2 separate regions of the Ovis aries genome follow, and region 2 is linked to region 1. A link is a contact called in public Hi-C data. All regions are on one chromosome and are shown on one strand. The core of a region is the stretch at or near the end of the contact, and the rest is flanking DNA. Distances in the headings are between cores, read along the strand shown. Region 1 overlaps LOC132660173 (a long non-coding RNA gene). Region 2 holds the start of ARHGEF40 (Rho guanine nucleotide exchange factor 40).

Evidence for each region. A called contact is a pair of places that touch in the nucleus more often than the background predicts.
Region 2: a contact with region 1 is called in a Hi-C map of liver, with 4 times the contacts expected there. The contact joins the promoter of ARHGEF40 here to the enhancer-like site in region 1. A contact is called at or near these places in 3 of 16 Hi-C or Micro-C datasets (liver, muscle and tail adipose tissue).

What each region holds. Positions count from the first base shown.
Region 1 is chr7:24,304,248-24,307,791 of ARS-UI_Ramb_v3.0, forward strand. The region is part of intron 2 of LOC132660173 (a long non-coding RNA gene); the gene reads right to left. Among named protein-coding and RNA genes, the nearest start is that of ZNF219, 21 kb to the right of the region's middle. Within about 2 kb of position 1,689, at least 8 of the 54 cell types and tissues checked have an H3K27ac peak or open chromatin away from gene starts, as enhancers often do. A contact at or near this core is called in liver, where this site is marked.
Region 2 is chr7:24,361,991-24,365,534 of ARS-UI_Ramb_v3.0, forward strand. ARHGEF40 (Rho guanine nucleotide exchange factor 40) reads right to left here and starts at 1,996. Exons shown (of 23, transcript XM_027970088.2): 1 at 1,901-1,996. The coding sequence starts at 1,903. It overlaps RNASE13 (ribonuclease A family member 13 (inactive)), which reads left to right and starts at 774. Exons shown (of 6, transcript XM_060419023.1): 1 at 774-1,552.

The DNA of each region.
Region 1 (3,544 bases), core at 439-2,938:
TTTGCATTTAAGATGAGTATTGATAGATGAGGACTTAGTCCTGTCATTTAATCTTCTGTTTTCTAGTTCCTCTTTATCTCCATTGTTTCTTTTCCCTTGTGTTTCTGTCTGTTACTTTGGTTTGGTGGTTTTCTATGATGTTTTTCTGTTTCCTCTTATTCATGTTTCATGTCTCTGCTCCAATTTTGTGTGTGTGTGTGTGTGTGTGTGTGTGTGTGTGTGTGTGTGTGGTTACTATGAGGTTTGTATAAAATATCTCATAGATAAAATAGTCCTTTTTAGGAATATATTTTCTTTTTCTGGTGATAGCATCTTGTCTTCATGTGTCTATATAGGTTTGTCTTTTTCTTCTTCCCTTCCATGTTTTTATTGTCACAAATTATCCTTCTTTATATCATGAATTCACTAGCAAATTGAAGAAGCTATAGTAATTTTAAATACTTTTTGCCCTTTAAACTTTATACTGTATTGTTTAACAGTATTCTGATACAGAGTTCTCATTTTTCTGCTTCTGTCTATTCATCACCTTACTCAAAGTTTTGTGTACTTTTGTCTTTTTGTTGCAGGTTTAAAAGCTCCCTTCAACATTCCTTGTAAATAGATCTAGTTGTGATGAACTCTCTCAGCTTTTGTTGGTCTAGGAAAGCCTTTATTCCTCCTTCATATCTGAATAATAACTTTGCTGAAGTTATTATTGGCTGAAAGTTTCCATCTTTCAGTATTTTGAGTATGTCATTTTGCTGTCTTACAGCCTGTAGAGGTTTTACTGAGAAATATGCTGATAGCCTACTGAGGTACCTTTGTAGGTTACTCTTTTTTCCCTCGATGTCTTTTAAGTTTTTTCTTTGTCACTGACTTTTGACAGCTTTAATATAATATGTCTTGGAAAAGGTTTTTCTGCACTGATATAATTAGATGTTATACTAGCTTCATGAATGTATACATCCATTTCCTTCCCCAGGTTTGGAAAATTCTGTTATTATTTCTTTAAAAGTTCTTTGCTCCCTCTTCCTCCTTTCTTCTGGGATACCCATTATCTTTATGTTGCCTTTCCTAATGTAGATAGTTCTCATAGTTTCTTCATTGAAAACAAAACAAAACTTAGTTTTATTATCTCCTCTTCTACATGAGTCATTTCTAGATTTCCATCTTTGAGTCTGTGAATTATCTCTTCTATAGGGCCTTCTCTGTTTTCAGTGCTTTCTAATGCATTCTTCATCTCATTTATTGAGCTCTTCATCTCCACAATTTCTACTTGGTTCTTTTTTAGAGTTTCATTCTCTTCGGTAAAATATTCCTTCTGTTCCTTGATTCTATTCCCGAGGTCATTGAGCTGTCTTCTGTATTTTCTTGTAGCTCATTTAATTTCTTCATGACAGCTATTTTTGAATTCTTTAACAGTTGGATTAGAAGGCTTCTATAATTTTGTTTCAGTTCTGTGGACTTGTCACTTTCTTTTTTTGATACTGTGTTATCATGTCTTTTTATGATGCAAGATGAACCGATCCTCTGCCAGCACATTTGAAATAGTGAACATTTTTCTTATTTAAGTAGTTTTGTTTACTTTTAACAATTTAACAGACCAGTCACTAGAAGGCCTTTCTTTTGCTTATCGGTAGGTGGTGCTATAGCACAAGTTTTTGGTTTTTCTTACCAGAGCTGCTGCCTAGATTTGAGAATTAGCACTTTCCATCTTCCATTACTTTTGCCAAAGGTGTCGCTGCTGCCCTTGTCATAGCTGCCTGTGCCTCTGGGGTTCCTAGTGCCTTGGTGCTGCTGGCAACACTGGTGTTACTGGTGTCACCACCAGGGGCACTGGGACGGCAGGAACCTTTATTTTGTCCAAAGTTGTCTGGTTTGCAAACATTGCCACTGTGATGAGAGAGGAGTGGGAGAGCTGGGGGAGCCAAGGTCAGGGATTGTCTCCACCGTGTCTGGGGTTGTCTGGTTTGCAGTAACTGCTGCAGTAGGCAAGGGCAGGGGACCACAGGGAGTTGTAGGCGTCACCACAGTTGGAGGGACTGTCTCGGCCCACCAGTGCCGCTGCCCTGTTTCCTGTTCAGCAGAGATGCTGAAGTTGTGTCTGCTACCCCTCCTCCTGCTCCGCTGTTTGCTGGGCTCGGCTGCTGTGACCAAGGGGCTGGGATCCTGGGCACTGCCTCTGCTCTTTCCCCACCTTCCACCTCCTCTGTGTTCCAATCCACCCACCTTCACATGTACAGATGTATGGATCTCTCTAGCATCCTGGTGTGTTGGGTTGGGAGCTTTTCTTGAGTCAGGGATGTTTTACTAGTTGTAAACTGAAGGTGTGAGACAAAGGGAGCTTCTCACACTACACGATGCTCCTGTATCCTCCAGGAAAACTTTAAAATAATATTTTAAACCCAGATTATGGAGGTCTTATATATACATATGGGTGTTTGTGTGTGTATAAGCTACGGTTTTTCCAGTAGTCATGTATAGATATGAGAGCCAGATAATAAGGAAGGCTGAGTGCTGAAGAATTGATGTTTTTGAACCATAGGCCTGGAGAAGACTCTTGAGACTCGCTTGGACTACAAGGAGATCAAACCAGCCAATCCTAAGGGAAATCAACCCTGAATATTCCTTGAGAGGACTGATGCTGAAGCTGAAGCTCCAATACTTTGGCCATCTAATGTGAAGAGCTGACTCATTGGAAAAGACCCTGATGCTGGGAAAGATTGAGGGCAGGAGGGGAAGGGGGTGACAGAGGATGAGATGGTTGGATGGCATCACCAACTCAATGGACATAAGTTTGAGCAATCTCAGGGAGATAGTGAAGGACAGAGGAGCCTGGCAGGCTCCATGGAGTCGCAAAGAGTTAGGCAAGACAGAGAGACTGATCAGAAACTGTTTAGGGATCAGACCTGTATCCCCAGCACTGGAAGGCAATTCTTAACCACTGGACCACCAGAGGCGTCCCTATCTTTCTACACATTTTTTCATATGCATATACTTCAGAAAAACAAAAACTATACCTACTGTTTTGTAATGTGCTTTTTTTTTATTGTGGTAAAATTCACATAACATATACTTCACTATTTTAACTATTTTAAAGTATACAATTCAGTGGCATTTAATACATTCACAGTGTTCTGCAATCATTACCACTATCTAGTACCAGAACACTTTCAGCATCACAAAAGGAAACCCCATGGCCATTTCGCAGTCTTGTCCCATTCTTTCTTCCTAGCCCATGGCAACCATTAATATGCCTTTTGTTTCCGTGGATTTGCCTATTCTAGATATTTCAGATAAACGGAATCACACAATATGTGGCCTTTTGTGTCTGGCTTCTTTCACTTAGTACAGTATTTGCAGGATTCATCCATGTTGTAGCATAGTGGAATAAGAAGTGTTCCATTATAAGGATATACCACATCTTATATATTCATTTATCAGTTGATGGTCATCTGAGTTGTTTCCATCCTTTCTCTATGAATATTTATATCTAAATCTTTGTTTGAGCACCTGCTTAGTAAATGCATAAGAATTGCTGGCTTGTATAGTAATTCTATGTCTC
Region 2 (3,544 bases), core at 746-3,245, 58 kb after region 1:
AACATGTAGGAAAGGGAGGAGGAGGCCTTGCTGGTATGTATTAGAGCTGAAATATTTTCTGATTTCTGTAAGGCCTGTCTCACAACCTCCATCCTGGGCCACTCTCTCAAAAGTTCTCAGCCCTGTTTCCTCTAGACTCGCCTCCCTAAGTGAATCAGTAGGTTATCTTTCTCCATCTCAGAACCTAAACAGCCAGCCCCCAGGCTATTCCTTTACAAACGTACTTCTCTTTCAAGGTGGCTTTGAAATTCCTTTTATCAGATTTCTTTGCTGTAACTGGGCAAGGGTGATGCTCGAATTGAAGTGTTTACTTAGTTCTCTACTCCGCATTGCCCTCCCCACCCCCTACTCCGCCGGCTCTGCCCTGAGGATAAAACTGCATACTTTACATTGAGTCTTTCCAGCCTGTTACAAGCCTGTCCCGACAATCAGAGAAGCGAGGCAGCCACTCCAGAGACCGACAGTCAGTGCGTCAGCACCGAGACCCGGCCCCAAGGTGTGTGGGCGAGCAGACAGACCCCCCAGTGTTCCGGGGACCCGGCCAGCTCCGGGAGCGTGGGTGGGGGAGGGTGGGGATGGGCGGGGTGAGGCAGAGTGGGCTGTCCCCTCGGAGGCCTGGAAGGGGGAGCTAGAGCTGGAGCGGCGAGGCAGCTGCAACCCATTAGGGGCGGTGAGCTCATGGCTGAGTGAGAGTCTCAGCCACAGGAAACAGCAGCGGCAGGAGGGGAGGAGGGGTCTGGGGTGGGAAAGGGCGGGCAGGAGCTCAGCGACCCGGCCTCCAGCCGGCCCGGACCAAAGAGGAGAGCAGACTGAGTCAGCTCTCCCTGGCCCAGTTCCTCTTTCTTCTTGTTCCAGTCTCCCTGCCAGGGGCTGCCCTTCCTTCTGTAGAGGAATAACCCCGGTGGTGCTCCTACCCCTCCTCCACTCCCTGCTGTGAGCGCCCCATGGCAGGGCCTCTCCCCCTCCTCCACATCGTGCTGTGAGCGCCCCTATGGCCGTGCACCCCCTCATCCCTCCGCAGTGGGCGCTCTCCCTGGCAGTGCCCACACCTGCAATGACTCTTTAGAGAGTACTTTTGGAGTGAAAGTTCACAGGACCATGTCCACTCCTATAGGCACGGCCGTCCCCTAGCAGCGCCCTCCTGCTTCCTGTGTCCTCGAGTTGCTGCTGCCAGGGTCCCCAACCCGCTGCAGCGGGAATGCTCCGAGACAGTGCTTCGCTTCCCAGCAGCGGGAGCTCTAGGGCACTCCTCCCCCCATCGCATTTCGGGTCGGCTCTGGCATCGTTACGCCCCCTGGCACTGTGGGCCCCCTCCCCACTCTGTCCACTACTCTGAGGCAGCATCTCTTTCTCCACGGGAATTTCCCTTTTTGACGAGGTCCCGGGCCCCAACCCAGCCGCAGCTGTGGCCGGTCCCCCAGGGCCGGATGGGTGGGCCCGGGGTGGGGCCCGGGATGGAAAATGGTGGTTCCAGGCAGGTCATTTCTCATGACCCAAGGCCGGGCCCCCCTCCAGGGCCGCTGCAGCACGAACCCGCAGGGGTCTCCCGCGGGTAAGGAGTTGGGACCAGGAGGGGGAGGGAAGATCCTGCAAAGGAAAGCACAAGTCAGGACAGAGGAGGGCGAGGGGAGGTATGTGGATTAGGGGGAGAGACCTAAGGGAGGTTGGGGGAGGGCGCGAAGAAGAGGGGAAGAAAGGAGTGAGGGCAATACCCAGTGGGGTCAGAGTCAGTGGGGCAGACAGGCAGATCAAAGAAAAGAAGGGGGGGATGGGAGGAAGGAGAGTCCCAGGAGCGCTCAAGAGTTCCAAGCTGGAGCAGGAGGCACCCAGCTGGGGGCTGGCGATCCGCAGAGGACGGTGAGAAAGCGGAGGGGACACCGGGTGGCGACGCGGGACTCACCATGGCTCGGCTCGCGGCCGCGTCCGACGCTCGGGCCGGCGGGCGGGGCCGGGCGCGCCGCCGCCTCCCTCCCGCCGCTCGCGTCTCGCCGGGTCTGGCTAGGGGACAGCTCCGGCCGCGGTGGCGGCTCGGCCCGCTCGGGCTCCCAGGCCGCGGGGCCCCACCAGGGAGGGTCGAGACGGCCGCCCCTCCTCGCCCCGCCCTGCAGTGCCCGCCTCTGCCTCCGCGTCCGACCCCCTGCTGGGACGCCCGCTCCCGCGCCGGGCCTCTGGCCGCTCCCCTCCACGCCCCCAGCCGATCTGCCCGGCTCTCCCGCAACCCTGTTCCTCCTCCGCCCCGCCCTCCAGCCGGTCTCCCCGACCCTGACCCTCGGAGGCCCGTCCCGCCGAAGATGCCCTTTTCCCGCCTCCGCCTAGCTCCCTAGGCGATCAGTTTAGTCTCCGCAAGGGACAGTCCAGACACTGGGGCGTGCGTGAATTCCCTGGGTCCCCAGCCTAGGACTGGGTCATTTGGTGGCCGGAAGCCTCCTGAGTCTAACTCGCCTGGGAACCTCTTCTCCCCTCGGTTGCCAGACTTTGGCAGCACTGGCAGCACCTGGAGCTCAGAAGAGAACCCCCCCACCCCCACCCCGCCCAACACACACACACACACACACACAGCGCCCCCCCGTACCCCCCCCCCCCCCCCAGCCCCTGCTAGCTTCCCTCGGAGCTGGGGGCAGGAAAATCAGGGGATTCCTCCCACTCTCCAGGGGCTTGCCTGCCCTCCTCCTTCCCCTCCCATCCCCTCCGGCCTCGAGCCTTCGGGCTCCGACAATGGACTCCTCTGTGCGGTCTGGGGAGGGCGGGGGCGGGGGGGAGTTAGGGAGCGGAGAAGGCTTGGGGAGGAGGATTGGACGTCGAGGCTGAATGCGCTCAGAGTCCCGGGATCAGGATCCGCCTGCCGAGACGGACGTTTTCTGAGTTCTTTCCTCGCTGCCCCTTCCCCTCTGAATCCCTCATCCTCTCCCTTAGCTAGCCGAGGCAAGGCACCAGACGCCGTTCAGCAGCCCCACCTCCGGATTCCAGACCCTTCCTTCTTTGGGGGTGGCGAAACGGAGTCTCCTGGGGCCGCTAGAGCTCTTGGTGGCGGGGATGGCAATCTGACGCAGTAGACAAAGGGGGTAGGCTAGTTAAGAAAGTTCTAGTCTCACCCATCCTCCACCTCGTCTGGATGGCAAATGAAGCCCTGGCGAGGGTCCCCCAGGAGGCTCAGAGGAGACTTAGGCATAGCAAGGAGATGCTTTTTGCCCCTCCTTTGAGCAGGCACCTGGAAGCCGTGTAGGGGTGGGCAGGGGCACTTCTAAAGAGTGGGCATTTGAGAAGCTAGGAGAGCCAAATAGACCCCAGAGACGGACGTGAATGCAGGTACCACTGCGACTGGGGAGGGGGTGACGTTTGGGAAACGTCCTGCATGGGATTGCGGCTCCGACGAAGCCAGGAGACTGGAGCCTGAGGGCAGTCTTTGGAACGGAGGCAGGCGGAAGGGTGGGGATGCAGGGGGCGTCGCCTAGGTGATGGGCTCTTCTCTCACCTCTGAACGCTAATCTCCGCCCTTTTCTCCTCTCTGCCCGGTCTGGAAAAGAGAGAAAATATTCATTCTTTT